Linked DNA regions of Mus musculus: region 2 is linked to region 1. Evidence: chromatin contacts called from public Hi-C data. All regions are on one chromosome and are shown on one strand. The core of a region is the stretch at or near the end of the contact, and the rest is flanking DNA. Distances in the headings are between cores, read along the strand shown.

Region 1 (7,398 bases), core at 1,557-4,056:
ACTCAAAGGATTAATATTGAAGATGTTTTAATTAGTTTTAGATGCTACCGAATTTAGGGGAAGAAATTCAACATATAAATTAAATTTCACAACTACTTGTTTGGAATTTACCAAGTAAAAGTTAATAAAAAAAACACAGAAAAGAAGGCAGGAAAGTCATCTACTCTCTAAAAACTTAAAGTCCCATGACAGAAGCCAGCATTTAAACACCTCATTGCGAGCATTTTAGCAAATGTGGTGACACTTAACAAGGAAGCATATGGAAAGAAGCATCCGTGAATCTGCTCAGCAAATATGAATGAAATCCATTCCACTGCTTCAAATGCTTGTGTCGATCATGACTTAAAGTGTATGTGTTCACTGGTGACATGAAGCCCAGGCTGGCCCTGAACTTGCTATGTAAGTAAGGATGACTTTGAACTCTGGTCCTCTGGGCTCCACTTCTCAAGTGCTGGGATGCTGCCACTCCTGGTTTTCCATTTTATTTATATGATTATTCACGTACAAAGTGCTATTTAAAATGTGGCTGTGTTGCTTGTTTGTTTTGGTTGACATTGAGACAGAGTTCCACTAAGCACCCAGGGTGGGGCGTGGCGTGTGTGTGTTGCGGGGGGGGGGGGGGGGCCTTGAACTGGAGAAGCTTCTGGATCAGCCTCCCGAATGCTGGGCTTACACGGCACGTACAACTGTATTCAACTAAAACTTGGGTTTTGAGCAAATCAGGACATTCTACCCTCTACACAGTGGTTCACAACCTATGGGTCCCCACCCTTTAGTAGATCTGAAAGACCTTTCCACAGGGTTCTCCTAAGACCATCAGAAAACACAGATATTTACATTACTATGCATCACTGTAGCAAGATTACAGTCATGAAGTAGCAATGAAATAATTTTATGGTTGGAGAACACCACAGCTTTAGGAACTGTAAGCATTAGGGACTGTATTAAAGGGTTACAGTTTTAGGAAAATTGAGAATCACTGGGTTAAAGGCAATTTGAGAAGAAAAACTGTCACATCCTCTCAAGGTAGATATTAGATCTACCACATTGACTTTTGTTTGCTTGCTTGCATTTCCATTTTAGTGATTCTGGGGATGGACCCCAAGGCCTTGGCTATGTTAGGCAAACACTTTGTAACTGGACAGCATCTCTGTGATGGTCATCTTGACAGGAATATCCATTGAAATATTTTTTCATAATTCTTATTTCTAGATCAGAAAGTGAAGAGTAGCAGATTGTCCTTGATCATCTCCATCTGATTTTTGGAGATAGGTTCTCTCAGTGAGTCCGGAACTCCCCGATGCAGTTGGATTACCTGAATAGAAAAACGCCAGGGAACTTCCTGTCTTATCATCCCTGAAATGTGATTACGGCTCAAACAGGAGCCTGGCTTTAGAGGCTAGACCTTGAACCCAGCCCCCCACCCCACCCCCATCCCATGCTTTTATAGCAAACTCTTTACCAATTAAGCCATTTCTTCTGCTCCCCTCTCCGTGTTATCACAAGTTTGCTATTCATCAACAAGTAGAACATACGGAATGATATCGTAGGCAACCCAAAGATGGCCAGCAGCAGAAGCAACAGTAGCTCGTCTTCCTTCTAGTCTCTGGGAAGGAGGTTACTGCTCTATGTGCAACCTCTGCAAAGTTAGTCTGTCCAAGAAGGCTTTTGTCCAGGTGAGACCCCGCTCAGCTTCCAGTCAGCTTGTCTAAATAGAAAGATAAGGAAATGAACCTCTCACAATGACAGATGGCAATTCTTACAAGCAGGAGTATTTCTCATCTGCCTCTGTCATCCCACTTGGAGAAGGCAGCCTCACTCTGGGTGTGAACGTGGAAAGGGAGACTATGACATGACTTGTCTAAACCCCTGTTTCATAAGATGGCACCACACTGGTTTAAACATGCTGGCTTCTAACAGCCTCCAGTTAACTTTGAAAAGTGGCACACGGGAACAAACTCCTCTTGTCTTCCATAGACATCTTTCCTCCGTTTTTATTTGCTTGTTTGTTTGTTTAAAAAGCATTGTTAGGCAGGAAATAGTAATATCTATGGATTCCCTAATGGATATTATTCTCAACAGTCAAGGTAATTGATATTTATATGGTATGTGCTCTGCATTGCTTTGGAAATGCCTTATCTAGTAATTTATTTCACTTCTGTTAATGTATGGATCGAGAAGCTAAGAGGATGTGAAGCTAAAGAGTTGGAATGCAACCAAACTTGTGGGCCTGATCATAACGGCAAAAATTCCAGTCACAGAAATATCTCTGTGGCCAAACTACTGTAAACTGTCTAGTATATTTAAAGGGGGAGGGGACAAAAACAAATAAAAACAAAGATATATAATTTTTGAGGCACAATTTTTCTCTCAATGTGTTTTCTCCCAAGGCTCTTTCATTACCATATTGCAAATTAGTAGCAAAACAGAATGGAAAAAACCCAGATGTTCAAATGATCTCCTCAGAAAGCTGTCTGCCTCTCGGAATAGCCTTCCTAAAACTGGGTATATTTTTTCAGAAATGACGGCTTTCCTTGCGAGGAGGAGAGTGCAGAACGGAAAGCCTGGAATTCCTGAGCAAGGCTCCAAAATGATCGTCTTTCCTTTTACAACTTTGTTTTGATACAACTTTGTTTTGAATTTTCCGGAGCGGTACCGGGAACGTTATGAGCAGCCTATCTCTGTTGTCCGGGTTTTACGCCTTTCCTTCTGTGTTAACCTGAAGCCGGATTTCAGCTAGCCTGTGTGCAGCCCCCGCTGAGCCAAAAATCCTAGACTGGAGATTCCAGGCTTGCTTCCTTCCATGTGGCATCCAGACTGCCAGCATTCTTGCTGATTCACGGGGACAGGCTAGAAGGTTGCAGGATAGTGACCCTGTTGGGACAAGACCCGGACTTTCTTTGTAACCCCCAGCTTTGTCTAAGCTCCACCAGGGCATTTAGACTCTCTCTCATCAGCTTCTTCATCTGCAAACTGAGAATCAGCCTGGTATTAGGCACTTAACTTTGTTTTCTTTGAGGAAGTGCTTTGAACATGAGAGAAGCTGCATTTATTTTGTTTAGCAACCAACCTAAATTACTGGGGTCAGAAACAAGACACACCGTGTATTTTGATGGCACTTCTTGATTTTCCTGCTCTGCCAATCCAACGCTTACACAGACCAGCTCATCCCAGCCTGTTGCTGATCACTATCTCCCGTTTTCTTTACTTTCCGGATTTAAACTCAAAGCCTGTATGATTGAGCCAGCAAGCTAGGCTTTGAGGAATGTGTCATAGTTATGTCTCTAGGCAGACGGTTGGATCACACCCAGGAAAGCTGGCCTGACACTTCCACACATCCGACTTTAGGTCAGTTAAAAAGCTCAAAGTAACCAATATGACAACTGGAGAATTTGCAAAGCAAACTTTCTCAGTTTTAATGAGAAAAGTAAGAATTTGGTTAATTCCTGCACTATATTACCTTTTTACCAAGACCCAAGATAACAATTATATACTTATCAAATAAAGCATAAGCATGTTTGCTTCTTTTTTTAATTACATTTTATTTTTTGGTATATATATTTGAGTATATGTGTGTGAGTCCAGGAGATCATGCATGTCCAAGCTCCTGGAACTGGAGGTATATATGGTTATGAGCTGCTATGTTGTGCTGGGAACCCTAACCTGGTCTATTATAAGAGTAAGAAATACTTTTTACTGCTGAGTTATTTCTCTTGTTCACAAAGCTTAGTCAGCTCTAGTCTTAGTGATCTTTTGAGATCTGTTTGACACCAAATCACAGAAGATTCAAATTACCTATATTTAGTTCAAACTGTTTTGAATATGCTAAATAAAACACATGAAGTTTGTTGCTCATATCTTGTCACATTTTTACCGGGTACATAATATTTCAGCTGAGAATCAGAGCAGAAAATTGATTAAAAAAAATGTACTTGGGCCAGGCCTGGCAGCACAACCTTTAATGTCAGTACTTGGAAAATAGATCTCTGAGTTCAAAGCTACCTTTGTCTATATGCCAAGTTCCAAGCCAACCTCTGTTGCATAGTAAGATCCTGTCTCAAAACAAACAAACAAAAATGTACTTGAAGACATTGTGGTGGTTTATACCTGTGGCTCAGGCTCTCAGATCAACAATTGATAAATGGGTCCTCATGAAACTGCAAAGCTTTTGTAAAGCAAAGGACACTGTCACATAGGACAATTAGGCAACCCTCAGATTGGGGAAGGCTCTTCACCAACCCTACATCTGACAGAGGGCTAATATCCAAAATTTACAAGGAATTCAAGAAGTTATACACTAACAACCCAAATAACCCAGTTAAAAAATGGGGTACAGAACTAAACAGAATTCTCAACAGAGGAATATCCAATGGCTGAGAAGCACTTCCAGAAATGTTCAAAGTCCTTAGTCATCAAGGAAATGCAAATCAAAATAACTATGAGGTTCTATCTTATACCCATCAGAATGGCTAAGATCAAAAACTCAAGTGATAGCACTTGCTGGCAAGGATGTGGAGCAAGGGGAACACTCCTCCATTGTTGATGGGAGTACAAACTTGAACAAACACTCTGGAAAACAATTTGGCAGTTTCTCAGAAAACTGGGACTAATTCTACCTCAAGACCCAGCTATACCTCCTGGGTATATACATAAAAGATACCCCAACATCCCACAAGGACACTTGCTCAACTATGTTCACAGCAGCTTTATTTGTAATAGCCAGAAACTGGGAACAACCTAGATGTCCCTCAACTAAAGTAAAGATAAAGAAAATGTGGTACATCTGCACAATGGAATATTATTCAGCTACTAAAACCCAAGACATCATGAATTTTGCAGGCAAGTGGGTGGAACTTGAGAATATCATCCTGAGTGACGTAACCCAATCCCAAAAGGATGTGTGTGGTATGTACTCACTTTAGCCATAAAATACAGGCCACCCATACTACACTCCACAGACCCAAAGAAGCAAAACAAGAAAGAAGGTCTAAGTGAGAATGCTTGGATCTCACTTAGAAGAGGGAATAAAATAGTCATAAGAGGCAAGTGGATGGAGGGAACTGGGAAGGAGTGGAGATGGAGAGAGGAATGGGGGATTCAGGATCAGGTGTGGAGAAGGACAGGAAAAATGACTAGATGGCCATGAAAATGAATGGCAATCTACAACTGAAGTGAGTAAGGAGGTGTGTGGGGGTAGGGGGGGGATCTCCAAGATGAAACATGGCCTGGGACAAGGGAGGTGCCCAAGAAACAGCAGGGGTGATCTTAGCTGTGTCTTACTACATTGGAGATATGGAACCTGAAGAAGCTACCTCCTGTAGCCAGACAGGAACCCCAGTGGAATGATAGAGACACCAACCCAACCCACAAAACTTTCAACCCAAAATTATCCTGTCTACAAGTAATATGGGCACTGGGGAAGGAGCAAGACTGAGGGAACAACCGACCAGTAACCACAACTCAACTTGAGACCCATCCCATGGGCAAGCACCAATCCCTAACACTATTAATGATACTCTGTTATGTTTGCAGACAGAAAAATGTTGTATTCTGAGAGGCTCCACCCAGCAACTGACTCAGACAAATTACAGACAGCCACAGCCAAACAGTGGATGGAGCTTGGGAACTTTTATGGAAGAATAGGAGGAAGGATTTCAGCCCCAAAGGGGGATAGGAAATCCACAGGAAAACAAACAGAATCAACTAACCTGGCCCCTTGGGGCTGTCAGGTCTGAACCACCAGCCAAAGAGCATGCATAGGCTGGACCTAGGCCTTCCTGTTCATATGCAGCAGATGTGCAGCTTGACCTTAATGTGGGTCCCAAATAACTGGAGCAGGGGCTATCCCGAAAGCTGTTGCCTGTATGCAGGATATGTTCTACTACCTGGGCTGCCTTGTCTGGCTTCAGTGGAAGAGGAAGTGCCTAGCCTCACAGAGACTTTAAGTGCCAGGGTGGAGGGAATACCCAGGGAGGCCCCACCCACTCAGAGGAGAAGGGGAAAGGGATGAAGGAAGGATTGTGGAAGGGGGCGATCAGGATGGGGTCAGTGAGCGAAATGTAAAGTGAATACATTTTTTAAAAATTTAATTTAATTTAAAAAAAAAGAAATTACAGGCCAGCCGCTAATCTCATACATGAGATACTGCTGCTAAATAAATAAATCACAAATGGAAAATGTACATTAATAAAATATTTTATTTTATGTGTATGGGTGTTGTGACTACATATTTGTCTTATGCCCAAGGTACCACCTGCCTGGGGCACAAAGAAGCTAAAAAGGAGTCACCACACCCCTTGGGATTGGAGCTGCACATGGCTATGCACTATCATGTATGTGATGGAAACCAACCCCTGTCCCTCTAAAAGAATAGCTAGTGCTCTAGCCACTGAGCAATCTCTCCAACCCCAAATAAAGTATTTACTTTTGTTTTAGTTATTAGTAAGTGTGCATATATGTATGAGAGACAGAAACAAAGACAGATAGAGGCGGGGTGATCACATGACATGGCATGGTACATATGTGAGTGTCAGAGAATAATCCTTGAGAGTTAATTCTCTCCTTGTACATTTACATGGGTTCCAGTAATGGATTTCAGGTCTCTAGGCTTACATCGTCTTGTCAGTATGTAATAAATTATTTTAAAATTCTTCTAATGATTTATATTAATTCTATGTGCATTGGTGTTTTGCCTGCATGTGTCTCAGGTCCCCTGAAACTGGAGTTAACAAACAGCTTAAGCTGCCATGTAGGTGCTAGGAATTGAACCCAGGTCCTTTGAAAAAAGCAAATCAGTGTTTTTAACCACTGAGCCACTTCTCCAGCCCCATAAGGAATTGTTTTTAATGATCAAAAGTCGTTTCTAATGTAAGTTTAGGAAATTTCCCAAAAATAGCTTTCAAGAGTAAAAAGACAAGGATTTTTTTTTTTTCTAATTTAGGGGCTTGTGTCCTACAATTTCCTCAGACATGTTAGCCAACATTATATTAACTCTGGGCAAACTAAAAATCAATCATAATTAACTTTTCTGTAATATATAGGCATATTTTATTAATTCTAGAATCTAAATGTCCTTTCAATTGCTTTGAGTGACTACTCTACTGTGCGATAGTTAATTTTCTATGACAATTTGGCTCAGCTGGTGTATCCAGACGTTTGGTGCTCATATGAAGCAGATGTGCAGCTTGACCTTACTATGGGTCCCAAACAACTGGAGTGGGAGCCATTGATTTCAGATCATAGGCTTCACTTATTTCCTAGATACTCTATGCCAAATAAATGTTGCATCCCTTGGGAAAAGGCCTACCGCATACCTTCTTCGTTATGACCACTTGAGACAGCTCATTCCTACTGCATTGACTAAAGTCACTCTTGGGCTAGATCCCAAGAAAAAGCCTG
Region 2 (7,398 bases), core at 2,922-5,421, 470 kb before region 1:
CTGACTTCCATACATAGCATCAAAAGGACTCATTAGGTTCAATAATAACACAAATGGCACAATAAGCAAAAGGCCAAAATAGTCGAATAGTCCCCTCAATAGAAAATGATAAGTAAATAGATTTTAAAAGTACCTGAGAACATACAGAACATTATTGTCATTATGATCAAAAAAATCAAAGTGGTCATGAAATATCATTTATACTAACACTAGAATGACTATATTCAAAGACGGAGCATACAAACTGGCAAATATTTGGGAAACCTGGGACCTTCATTCCTTGCTGATGGGATGTAAAATGGCACAACCCCTCTGCAGAATAACTTGGTAACTTCTAAAAGCTGAACATCTACTTGCCTTGTGACTCAGCAATTCTAATCCAGGCTAGTTATCCAAAGAAATGAAAGGATGTAGTCCAGCAGAGACATGTACCTTAGTGTTTTTCATTTATGTATTATCTGGTTACACATTGGTCAGTGATTAGATAAAGTAGCACAAATTCACATTGATACAATATAGTAATAGACAACAAAAGAATCCATCTAGCACTCTGATTGTGGGTCTAAGACCCCTGGTTCGTATATATGAGAGGTCTGCCTGATCTGGCCTAAGTTGGAGAAGATGCACTCAATCCTCGAGAAAATTGAGGCCTCAGGGAAGGGGGATGCCTGATGTGGGGAGCACCCTTCCTGGGACAAGGGGGAGGAGGAATGGGATGGGAACTATGGGAGGGGAAACTGAGAGGAGGTCAATGACTAGAGTGTAAATAAATAAAATTTTAAAATAGAATTGAAAAAGAAAAAGGCTATTTCCCAGAGTTTGGCTTATCTTAATAATTGCCGCATATTTAATGCTTAAATCAGCAAAAAAAAAAAAAAGTACTATTTTACAAGTGTACAATGGCCTCAAGATTAATATCAAGATATTCAAGAGGCTTTGGTGGCTCTTGATGAGAATCTATTTTTCTAAACTTCCCCTTCTAAAAACCACCTGTGTTTGAACAAAACCATCAAAGCTGGCATGGACAGGCTCCGTGCTTATTATGCAAATGCCCTTGAAGTGGTTATAACTCTCTGGACTCAACTGGTTCTTTACTTTCAAGGGCTGACAAAATTATATTAGACTCATGCAGATGATCTTGAATCTCTTCACATGAAAGCCTTAACCATAGTAGCAAAGTCTTTGTACGTATGTCAGGGCAGTTGCAAGTATAAGGGTTAAGGTATGAGCATCTCTGACGGGCTTTATATTCTGCTTACCATGTCTTTTAGAAGAAATTTCTATAGGAAAACAGACAAACAATGCTGAGTAAATGAAAGTTGTGTCAGTTGTTATTTTGGGTAGATGTGGCATACTTCATTGAAAGCAGATACAAGAGACCTATGGTATGTAAAATTAACCTGGGGTCGTACTTTCAAAAATCTGTATTTTACTTAGACTCCTTAAGCTTCAAGATCATTGAATATATTTTATGAAATAAAAAATAGTATTTTGAAACATTTTAGATGAATAAATCAAAATGAAGTATTTTATTGGCATGGTTGGTATTATTAAAGTCAGTACTGGTTAATAAATAAACTCTTATTTGAGATTTACCTTCTGGTTAATTACTTCATCCCAATCAATTGAATAAGTATTTTGGGACCATCAGTAACACCTTGTAGCTACATACAATGTCTCATTAACTGATCTTCAGTAGATTTGTATCAGTCTATCAGTTAACTAAAGTGAGAAAAATTACTGTGCATAGTGCAAGACTTCTACATTCAATACAAGGGGAAAACAAAGAGCTGTCTTTGAGTCCATCCAACAAAGAGTTTTGACCAGGCAGACAGACATGCCCACATTGGATCTGAAAGCGTCATCCCATCATGCCCCAAACCCATGATTCATTATTGAGAATCATAACACAACCCATCCATCAATTTTTCTTTTCTCATAAAGATCTGTGAATCTTGCCTTGTTTTAGAGTTTCCTCTGCTTTGCATGTACCATGACTCTGAAAATTCTGCCTTTTATAAAAGCATAAAACAATATACATAGACTAAGTTACTTAAAACACTATGCAGTAGAGATATGTTTTGTTTGTTGGATATATTTGTTTTGGAAGTACTAAGAGTTGCTTTACCTTCTGCCCCTCTCTTTTTAATGACTCACTAATTTATTCTGATGTGTCTCAAAGTTATGAATGAGTCAGCTTGGCTGAATTGTGTGAATTGGTGGGTGGTACCACAGGAAGTCTGGTGCTGGCATTTTTTTAACTGTAGGTGATAATGTCCTGCAGTGGTCATTCCCATGACGACATTCTGCTTTTCCTTACTGCCTTGAGGTCTCTGATGACTGGGGGGTGTAATGTCTGTGGGTTAGTTTAAAAATGAAGTGATCCAAGGAGACTGTGTTACTGACTTCCAAAACCGTCTATGAGAGCTTACCAAAGCAACGAGAAGGAAACTGAGGGCTCCGGTGGGCATGCTCACATGACTTCACCCTGAAGTACAGCAATTCAAAACTCAGTGCCTACTTCTGTAAATGTTCTTTATAAATAGGTGAGGGAAGTTTAACTACTTAGCAAACACTTCCTTTTATTATTTCCTCACTTCTAATATTTCAAAATTCCTTATCATTGCTTGTCATGTGATTGAGGCTGAGTAGATTTCTTTTCTGATATATTGACTGACAGAGAAGAAATCCGGAGTGCAGAGCCATTTCCTTAAGAATTGTAATTGTGGAGATTTTTATCGAAGTCGAAATCTTACTAATTCTTTGTCAAGTAGGGATTTGGGGTAGAAATAATTTGCACCATAACCAAAAATGATTAAAGATATATTCGTTCCCAATTAACTTGGCTTAATGCTTAGACCATGGATAAAAATCATTCATTTGACCAGGCTTTGTTGGATTCATTCTGTTTTTGTGTTTTATTTTAAACTTCAAAGTCCTTACCAAAGCAACTTTTATGTCTTAAGGAAAATAAAAATCCCAAATTTAATTACAGGTTAGAACGGTTTCTGTTACCAAAATGACTTTGGAGTTCCATGTAATTAGAATCAGATAAAAATGTATGTTTTGCATCCAACTTCAAGGGTGCCATTAAGATAAAGCCTGATGACATGAGGATTTTACTTTGGACCTGTTTCTCAGAGGTTTGCCCTCCACAGAGCAGCATATGGAGTCATCTCACAAAGCCTCTCTGGTCTGCAGAAGAAATGAGCCCTTGTAGAGGAAGTTATAGTTCTTACAAACAAACAAAAGGAGCTGGGATCTAAGAGCATCCTCTTTGATGATGATATGACTCTTCAATGGAATTTACCTGTCAGGGACCAGTGTTTTATGTTGCAGGCTATTACCAAAATAACTACTTATTTTTTAAAAACTGAAGTTGCTTTCATGCTCATTGTTGCCCCCTTGGAAACCAATATAAGACGTGATAGCAAGAACTCTAACGAAAATCAAGAAATATTAATACCAAAAATATTCTGTCTTTATCATGAATGAATAGAACTGATGTCATGAACCTCAATCACCCTATCCCAGAACTCAAGAGGTTAATAGTTATCAGTAAGTGAACTGAAAAGTGGCTCCCAGGTTTCAGAGGCCTGATGTCAGCCAGGCCTGTGCATGAAATCATTTGTTTGTGTGCTAGAGGGAGTTAAAATGAGAAGCAAAGAGAACCATGCACAAACATCTTCCAGGTAAGTCTTGTCAGAGGTGAAGAGTTCTCCACTTTTCCACAGCTAAGCTTTTGTTCAGTTAGAAAGCCTAAGGGCACACAACTTAGAAGCTGGCCCTTAATTAAAAAGAAAGATGAATTCTAACATCAGGACAAATGTGGCTATGCTCAGTTCTCTCTGGTTCCTCCACACTCCCAGCGAAGTTGCCTCAAACATTTTTTTCCAATTAGAAGCAACTAGTTTGCAACGATTTCAGTTTCAGTAAATGTCACTGTGTGGCATTTGATGGAGAAAATTCAGAAGCAAGAAAACACTAAAGGTCCCTGCTGGGTTTTTTCCCTGACAGTATTTAGTATTTATTTGATGGTGTTCCAATTATCTTGGCTTAAAAGTCACAAGCCTCAGAGACAGACCTCTAAGGGGAGAGATGGACTGGACACTGGATGAAGTAAAAGAAGCACTTTTGTCCAGTGGCTCCAAAGTGAGAATTTTTCTTGCTGTGGGATGTTCTGGCATTCATTACTGATCCTGTGCGTGGCACAGTGTCTGGGTCTGGACAGAACTTAGTAAATCTGGGTTTGTAAACAAATATATCTCGAGCAGGCTTTATTTGGGTCAGTCTGTCCTCGTTTTCTGGGAGGAGAGTTCCTTGTTTAAGAGGTAAACAAAGGTTAGGGAGAGGGTTTCTTGAGCCAGGTTCTGTGTCTTTCCCTCTGGGCATTCTATTGGCTTGTGAAAATTGTGCCCTAGGCACCTTCTCTGATCATGTTTTTCAGTTTTTCTTTTCTATACCACAAATACTAGGTAGATATAAAGCACCTAGAATAGTAAATGCTCTGATCAGAGTATGTTTCATCTGACTCCCATCTTACGTCCAATAACAGAACTCCAAAGCATTATAGAATTTTAAAATTTGGGATTATTAGAGCTAAATATTTTGTGATTTCTGTCTCCCGTGATTTATAATTTTTTTCATCTACTGGCACAAATAAATATTCAATGGATACCAAATGGATGTGGGTCTTTAAGAGTGCTCTGAATGCTCTTTGTGGAAAGATCTTTTAATACAATTATTAAGTTAATTTTCACAAAGTCTAAGCCTTGTAGAGCTCATTCAATTGTATCCGTGTTCAAATGACAATTTGACTCATGTCCAATCAGATATTTTATTAGTTTAATCTATAGAAGATATAGTTTCTTATACAAAATGACATAAGTATCAGAAAGAGGTGGCTTTTCCTGACTGAAGTTAGCAGCCCACATGCTGTGGCTATGAGGAGGGTTCCTGTTCAGTGAAGTGGAGATGATCAGGACACTCACAAGTGGAGTTGTGCACAAGATCAAAGAGACATCAGGCGACCTACCAGACTGTGTTCTGTGTTTTCATTTCCTGTTGGTTGTGAGCTTCTGATTTGTAGCAATTGCCAAAGTCGCCGTTTGGAGGCAATTTGTGTCCTTCCAGACACTGAAACTGCCAAAAAGCAACCATCTTTTTGCCACCTGACTTTATAGCTTCATTGTAACCAATCTACTTGGTGTTGCAGCAGAAGAAATTGTAAAATGTAATGCTTTGCTTTATAGATCCTATTCTTAGGTTTCTTATTGGAGTTTCCTTTAAACACTTTGCTAAGTTTTCTCTATATACGGATGTAAATTTAGGGATCACTGTACATCTTACCAATGTTTAACTAGTTAGAGTTAGAAGTTACTCCTTATTAGAAGTTTATACCTGATTCATTCTACTTTTATTGAAATTTTATTTAACAATTCTATAACCTTATAAGTGTGTTAAAACACTAATTTTGGATGTGACTTTGGTAACATTAAAAAGAGTAAAATCATTCATAACGAAAACCTTGTTTTTCAGTTTTCAAGTCAATATATGTATACATATGTACATATATATGTATGTGTGTATATACATGCATATATATGTGTGTATATGTACATATGTACAAAGTATATATATATATATATATATATATATATATATATATATAAACTTTCCAAACATGACCTTTCTAGGATTTACAGGGAGTTGGAAAAATGTTTAGCAGTTAATAAACATTATGATTATTTAATATCTAATTTCACATTTTCAGCAGAAATTCCAGGTAAATCTTTATAAATAGTAACTAACACTATTCTTATCACAGAAAAGACAAGCTCTAAAAGCAGACATACTTATTAAATAGGGTCTGAATAAAGACCTAAGCTCAAAACCTTAGAACCTAAGACTAGAAACAATCCTAAAAACTGTCTAGTCTAACTCCTAGGTTTTGAAGTTGAGATAATTCTATTTCAAGGGCATAAACTGTCTTAGGATAAATTGCCAGTTGTTGTCTTAGTGGAGGCAATTGTCCAGGCTTATGACTTTTAATTCACTAACATTCCCTTTTCAAGACAGACGAACTGACAGGCAGAAGTGGTTAGGAGTGAACTCTCCTTATAATGGCCAATTTAAAGTTATTTTTAGGCTAGCCTTTGATGTTTAGAACTGTATCTCCACATAATTTGTCCATCTTCTATTGTCTATTTCTTACTCAAAATTTATTACTTTTTAATTAAGCACAAGTATAATTTAAAAAACAGGAACATAAAAGAAAGAATACAATTTATATAATTATAATTTTTAGTTTTCGCTTCTTACTTATACATGGTCACATATTTCCTGAATTTGTAATGATGAAGTAATACATTCTATTTTAAATTAGCATTATACCAAGACATTGTCATGTTATTACCTAATGCTCATAATTATTTCTTTAGCAAGTACATAATATTTCATTACTTACTTTGATATCTATCCAAACTTTTTCTTCTTGTTGAGCAATTAGGTCATTTCTAACATTACTATAAATAACACCACTGTGAAGATTTTTTATGCTCATTGCTTTCTTTTGCTGTTTTTCTTCAAACAGCTTTTCTGTAAATACGTGTGTTGCTCAGTTTTAGCCTAGAGATGAATAGTTGGAAGTTAATGTGGTTCACAGAGCATCTTGCTAAATTGAATTCTACTGTAGTTACATTGTAAGAACTAAAGAATAAAGCCATCTAGGATGCTGTGGCTGAAGAGCATAGCTGCTCTTGCACCTGAAGTAACTGAATGTAACAGAGAAATCTAGAGGAAACCTGCCTTGTGTGTAGAAGGGTGTTTTCAGAAGCCTACAATAATTATTTAGAAGGTATTCCTTCAAAGTCATCAATAGTGTTAATTTCTTTCTCTTTCTTTGTTTTTTGTTTGTTTGTTCGTTTTTGTTTTGTTTTTTTCTAGACAGGGGTTCTCTGTGTAGCCCTGGCTGTCCTGGAACTGACTCTGTAGACCAGGCTGGCCTCGAACTCAGAAATCCGCCTGCCTCTACCTCCCAAGTGCTGGGATTAAAGGCGTGCGCTGCCACCACCCGGAAATAGTGTTAATTTCTAATAATACTATTTGTCAGAAATTTTAAAAGAGCTAAGCTAGTAAAGATAAGGCATTTTTAGACTCAAGAAAGGTTAAAGAATTTAGAAGCCAAACCATATGCAGTATCTACTTCCTAGTATTAATTCTCACTATCCATTATAAACCCTTGAAGTGTAACTATTCCTCAGATTAACCTTGACAAAGAGGAGGCTGAGAACATGGGGCTATAGAGTAAAAGAAACTATAGAGAAGTGAACTGAATCTCTTCTTGTCCGTCATCGCCATATCTTCCCTATAGAAAACATACACTGACCATGAAAGGCC

What was found. Hi-C and Micro-C count contacts between places; a contact is called where the count stands out from the background.
Region 2: a Hi-C map of uterus shows a contact between it and region 1, with 3 times the contacts expected there. The contact joins two enhancer-like sites. A contact is called at or near these places in 3 of 484 Hi-C or Micro-C datasets (bone marrow-derived macrophages, nephron progenitors and uterus).

What each region holds. Positions count from the first base shown.
Region 1 is chr10:56,464,584-56,471,981 of GRCm38.p6, reverse strand. All of the region lies in intron 4 of Gm36595 (predicted gene, 36595), which reads right to left. Among named protein-coding and RNA genes, the nearest start is that of Gm36595, 36 kb to the right of the region's middle. Within about 2 kb of position 2,806, at least 107 of the 459 cell types and tissues checked have an H3K27ac peak or open chromatin away from gene starts, as enhancers often do. A contact at or near this core is called in uterus, where this site is marked.
Region 2 is chr10:56,939,769-56,947,166 of GRCm38.p6, reverse strand. No RefSeq gene overlaps it. Among named protein-coding and RNA genes, the nearest start is that of Gm36769, 8.1 kb to the right of the region's middle. Within about 2 kb of position 4,171, at least 7 of the 459 cell types and tissues checked have an H3K27ac peak or open chromatin away from gene starts, as enhancers often do. A contact at or near this core is called in uterus, where this site is marked.